2 separate regions of the Sus scrofa genome follow, and region 1 is linked to region 2. The links are chromatin contacts, called in public HiChIP or PLAC-seq maps. All regions are on one chromosome and are shown on one strand. The core of a region is the stretch at or near the end of the contact, and the rest is flanking DNA. Distances in the headings are between cores, read along the strand shown.

Region 1 (2,902 bases), core at 89-2,588, 450 kb before region 2:
TCAAGAAGGCATCTGGGACATTCCCGTTGTGGCTCAGCAGGTTAAGAGCCCAACATGGTATCCATGAGGACGTAGGTTTGATTCCTGGCCTCACTCAATGGGTTAAGGATCCAGTATTGAGTGTAGGCTGCAGATGGGGCTTGGATTTGGTGGATTTGGTGTTGCCATGGCTGTGGCTTGCGGGGACAGCTGCATCTCCAATTCTACCCCTGGCCCCTCAGAAGTTCCATATGCCTCAGGTGCTGTAGTAAAAAAGGGGGAAGAAAAAAAGGCATCTGGATGAGTCTAGGATTCCACAGAGTGGTCTAGATTGGGGATATGAATTTGGAAGACCTCAGTATTCAGAGTTTAAAAGCCATGAGACTGGATGAAATATTGTCACCAAGGAATTGAGTGTAGCTAGAAAAGATGCCCAAAGGTTGAGTCCTTGGGAACTCCAACATTTGTAAGTTGGGGAAATCAGCAGGAAGGAGAGGTATTGGCTAAAGAAGTAGGAGGTGAACTTTGTAATGACCTGGAAGCCAAGTGAGGAAACTATTTCAAGTAGACTGATCAAAGCGTCAAGTGCTGCTAACAGGTCAGGAAAACTAAGGCACGTTAAGCAATTTGGATTTTTTTTTTTTTTTTTTTTTTTTTTGCGAAACTGAGACGCCTGGCCGAGGCGGGATAGGAGGTTGTGATGGCAGAGAATGGATCAGATTTTTTTTGGACCATTCTGAGCGCTGTGCAGAATGGAGGGGAGCGAGGCGACGCAAGCCTGACCCATAACGAACGGGCGTCCTCCCTACCGTGTGACGAACTGTAGGCCCAGCTGCAAAAGAGAAAGAGACTCATAAGGGACTAGTTCACACCCTCTCGCCTCCCGCTTCCCCGTCCTCTTTCCCTCTCTTACAGGAGATAGCGGGCCTGGCCCGGGCAGCTATCTTGTAGTTTCCATGCCGCAGCCTCAAGGTAGTGCTTCTGCCTCATCGTCACCGCCAATTCCACATCTCTGATACGCAGGGACGCAAAGAGACTCCGAAAGCCGGCTGGAAACTTTGACGTCAGGATCCGAGCTCCCTCTGGAAACAGGCGCCCTCAGCTGAAGGGTTCCGGTTCCTTTGCGTCCGGTCCCCTGCGCTGGCCCGCCCTCCCTGCGCCGGGCCCGCCTCCAGGTCCCTAGCGGTCCTCGCTGGCCAGGCGCGGATCGCTTAGTACAAGAGGCTGTGCGGAGCAGCTTGATTGGGCCGGGGTGGCTAGGTTGAAAGCCGAGTCTGACGCCTGCTTCTGGTCTTTATCTGATTGATAGCCTCCTCTCATACCGGTGGTCATTTCCTCAACCGCCATCGCCCCCTAGATTTTCAAGCCCGGGCACTGACTTGCACCCGGGTAGGCGGAAGCGAGGCCCGCAAGGGGGCAGCTGCGAGAAGCGCGGTTTCTGGTCTCCAGTCCAGCCTGCTCTGGGCAGGTGCACTAGCGAGCTTATTTTATTTTATTTTTTCCTGCTTTTTTTTCTTTTTTTTTTCTTTTTGCCATTTCTTGGGCCGCTCCCGCGGCATATGGAGGTTCCCAGGCTAGGGGTCGAATCGGAGCTGTAGCCACCGGCCTACGCCAGAGCCACAGCAACGCAGAATCCGAGCCGCGTCTGCCACCTACACCACAGCTCGCCGCAACGCCGGATCGTTAACCCACTGAGCAAGGGCAGGGATCGAACCTGCAACCTCATGGTTCCCAGTCAGATTCGTTAACCACTGCGCCACCACGGGAACTCCCCCATCCTACTTCTGTGAGGTGATCAGCATTAACAGTTGGGTGTCTCCTCCTTCTATGTCCTTACACACATAAGCACATGTACAAATGTATAAATATCCTCAGTTTCCACATACACACAACAACAACAACAACAAAAGATACCGGGAGTTCCCATTTTAGCACAGTGGAAACAAATCAGTGGGTTAAGGATCCTGCATTACCATGAGCTGTGGTGTAAGTCTCAGACATGGCCTGGATCTCATGTTGCTGTGGCTCTGGGATAGGCTGGCAGCTGTAGCTTCGATTTGACCCCTAGCCTGGGAACTTCCATATGCCTCCGGTGTGGCCCTAAAAAGCAAAAGACAAATAAACAAACACCCCCCCAAGATACACACAAAAAAAGAAAACCAAAAATAGAATGGTTTACTACTCTTACATTTTTCCTTAACAATAGGTCACAGACATCTCTCCAGGTCAGTTTATGTAGTTTTCAATAAGCTTTTAAAGAGCTGACAATATTACAAAATGTAATGAGCTGTAATTTATTTAACCACTTCCTGTTGATGAACATTTAATTTTTTTTCAGTGATTTGCTAGTTCAAATAGTGAAGCAGCAAAACTCACGAATGCTTTTTATTTCTTTTCTCTAAATTCCTAAAAGATAAATTACTGAGGGAAACAATATCCACATTTTAATTTGCTGGATCATCCAAAAAAGATTGTAGCAATTCACATTCCCAGTATCAATGTCTGAAAAAGCTGATTCGAATTGGATCCGTGAAAATGTAAAGATCATTAGTTCACTTATCAGTGGAATCAAGCCTCTATTTATTTCTTATGGCTTGCATTTTCTTTTGTGAAATGAAATCTTCATTAAATTGTTTATCAATTTCTAGGAGATCTTTGTATTTTAGAGGAAATTCATCCTCTTCTTGTCATTTATAAAGCAATGTTTCCTTACTTTATCTCTCTCTTTTTTTTTTTTTTTTTTTTTTGCTTTTTTAGGGCTGCACCCGAGGCATATGGAGGCATATGGAATCGGAGCTACAGCTGCCAGCCTACACCACAGCCACAGCAATGCAGGACCTGAGCTTCACCTGAGACCTACACCACAGCTCACAGCAACACCAGATCCTTAACCCACTGAGCTAGGCCAGGGATCAAACCCATA
Region 2 (2,962 bases), core at 79-2,578:
GAAGAGATGATGGTGGCTGGCCTGGGGTTACAGTGCAATAGGCAAAGGGGAAGAATCAAGGATGGCTCCCAGGTTCTTGGTTTGAACAAGTGGTGGATACTGCTGGCATTTTCTGAGCTAGGAAGCACTGAAGGAGGAGTGTGTTTTAGAGAAGCAGAGAGGATGATGAATTCTGCTTTTGCCATGCTGGATGTGGGATGCCTGTAAGCATCTGAATTTATATCTAGGCAAGGAATTTTGTATCTGAGTATACATCTCTGGAGAAAGACCCAGATAAGAGATGGAAATCTGAAAGCGAACTGTATTTAGGTGATACCTGAGGCCCCTTGAGGTGGTTGAATGTCTGGGGAGAGTATAAACTGAGGAGGGCAGGAAGCAACAAGAAACTCTCCATATAAGGACTGTGCAGGAAGAGCTGGTTCCAAACCTGGCTGACCGTTAGAATCACCTGGGAAACTTTACAAAATGTTTATCTGCTGTGAGGGGGTGTGTCTACATGACCCATATTTTGAAAAAAAAAAAAAAAAAACCCAAAAAACAAACAAACAAAAAATTATAGTATGATTAGAAACCATTTGGTAGAAGAAAATTGTCAAAGAGAGGACCAGTGGTTAGGAAAGAGGAAAATAAAAAAAATGATGGTGTTCTAGATCCGGGGGATGGGAGGTGGGAGGGTGGTTCAGAATGAAAGGGATCAGACAAAAGCAGGACTGAATTTAGCAATGGGAAACCAGATGTGGTGCACCCACTTGACTGACCCCTTACGAGTAGGGGATTGGTGTGTAAACGCAACAAACATTTACTGAGGGATCACAGCAAGGTGCCCTCAGAGAAGCAAGCACAGGTGGGCATAGAGGAGGGCAGATTAAAGGAAGGTGCCTCGGGTGGCAGAATAACAAGGGAGAGGGGTGTTTCATTGAGGTTCATAAATAGGTTTTAGCAGATCTGTGACCTGCTGAAATCTGTAATGTAAGATTATGTCTATGCCCGTATATTGTGGGGGGGGGGGGCTGAGCTAGTCAAAGGGGTCAGTGGCCTCTAAAAAGTTAAGAATCACTCTACCCTTCAAGTCCATCTGGGCACCATTGAAACACAGGCTTCTGGGCGAGAAGGCCACGACCAAGGGAAAAGCTAGCAGCGTGATGGTCGGTCTACTCCACACAGAATCTTACCTTTACACTTACAGATATCAAAAGTGATCAATCTTCTGACTTAATGTGAGAAGAGATTAACTTTAAAAAAATCCAATTTTTTAAAACAGATGGTGGTACTTTCTACTCCTCAATCCCTGGGGGCTTCCAAGCACGTGCCCGGGTTCGGAGCGCGGGCGGAGCAACACGAGGCTGGCTGACGCGTGGACGCCCTCCCGCCCGGAAAGAACTGACTGCTCCGAGCTCCGCCTTTTAGATTTGGCCGAGAGAAGTCGACGCAAGCTTTCAGAGTCCAGGCCGGGTTTTCAAAAGCGTAAGACGGAAGTAACCGAGGGCCGGAAGTTTCACGGTCCGCACAGGGACAGAAGTTGGGGGGGGGGGGCGGAGAGGAAGGCTTGGGGTAGGAATGGCGGCTCAAATCCCAATTGTGGCCACCACTTCCACTCCCGGGATACCCCGGAACAGCAAGAAGAGGCCGGCCAGTCCTTCCCACAACGGCAGCAGCGCCGGAGGCTATAGCGCCAGTAAGAAGAAGAAAGTGTCCGCCTCTGGCTTTGCGCAGGTACCCTGACACTCGCTTAGCTTGCGCGTGCGCGGGGCTGGGCTGGGGCGGGATGAAGGCGCCTGGGAGTTCGGCGGGGCGGGGCACGGCGTGGCAGGGCGCAGCGCATGCGCAGGGGAGTGCCGCCGTACCTCTTCGGTAGAACCTTGTCTCTGGTGTAAATGAAACACTTTATTTTTCCCTTAGTTTGACTCTGTGGGAGTAGGTTAAAGAACCACCAGCGTTGCATTGTTCTTGAGGAGAGCGGGGGGTGGGGAAGTTGTTGTTGCCCTAATAGGCCGTCCCTTTCCGTCGAGGTCGCGTTTAAAGCGAGGCTTAGGACTTTTCTTATTTAATGTGAGTTTTAATCAAGCAGAAGTTCCCGTGTATCAACTTTGTCCATTCTACAGCCATTTACCGAATGCCTGTGAGGTGCAGAGCGCCGTAATGAACCGCGTGAAGGAATACAAAGAAGTTCTGGCACGGGTGATTCCCCTCATCCTCAAAGTGCTTTTGTGACCCTCAGTCTCCCTGTCCAAAAGTGGGTTTGGTCTTAACCTCATGGGGTTGTTACGAGGATTCAATAAGATCATGGTGATAAAGCTCTGAGCACAGCTTCTGACACAGACTTCACCAGTTGAGGTGGCGGCGCGGGTTCTTTTTACAAAGGTGTCTACCTATGTCTACCATCTAGATCAAGATAAAGAGCATTTCCAAGGGCCTTTGAAAATTCCCTGGTGACCCTTTCCAGTCCATACTCTTTTCTCCCTGTCAGAGGTAACCACCACTCTGACACCTCTCACCAGATTGACTTTGCCTTTTTAAACAGAATATGTATAGAATCATAGCAGATTCTTTTTGTGTCTGTTTGGGCTTTCTCTATAAAACAAGGTTTTTGAGAGTTATTTCATTCATGTTATTACCTGTTTTGGAGCATCTAGTATATTGTGTGAATATACCACAACTGATGGACATTGGAGTTCTTGATAGTTTTTGCCCTTATGCATAAGCTGCCCTGAACATTCCTATACACATCTGTGTAGATAAATGCTTTCATTTCTCTTGGGTAAATGGATAGTCGTGGAATTGCTGGATCATAAGGTGGACACACTCACAACTCCGAAATTGTTAAACAGTGGTTTCCAAAGTAGTTGCACTGTTGTGCATTCTCAGCAGTAAAGTATAAGAATTCCAGTTGCTCTATGTCCTCAACAATACTTGGCATCATCTGTCTTTTTGCCATTCTGATGGCTGTGTAGTGTTGTGTCAT

The links. HiChIP or PLAC-seq counts read pairs in DNA pulled down with a chosen protein or histone mark.
Region 1: an H3K27ac HiChIP or PLAC-seq map of alveolar macrophages shows a contact between it and region 2. The contact joins the promoter of C6H18orf21 here to the promoter of INO80C in region 2. A contact is called at or near these places in 1 of 47 Hi-C or Micro-C datasets (embryonic fibroblasts) and 2 of 2 datasets of contacts at active chromatin or transcription factors (alveolar macrophages and skeletal muscle).

What each region holds. Positions count from the first base shown.
Region 1 is chr6:119,733,824-119,736,725 of Sscrofa11.1, reverse strand. It overlaps C6H18orf21 (UPF0711 protein C18orf21 homolog), which reads right to left and starts at 1,338. Exons shown (of 5, transcript XM_003356410.3): 1 at 893-1,338; 2 at 789-811. The coding sequence starts at 969.
Region 2 is chr6:119,284,218-119,287,179 of Sscrofa11.1, reverse strand. It overlaps INO80C (INO80 complex subunit C), which reads left to right and starts at 1,328. Exons shown (of 5, transcript XM_003356408.4): 1 at 1,328-1,713. The coding sequence starts at 1,558.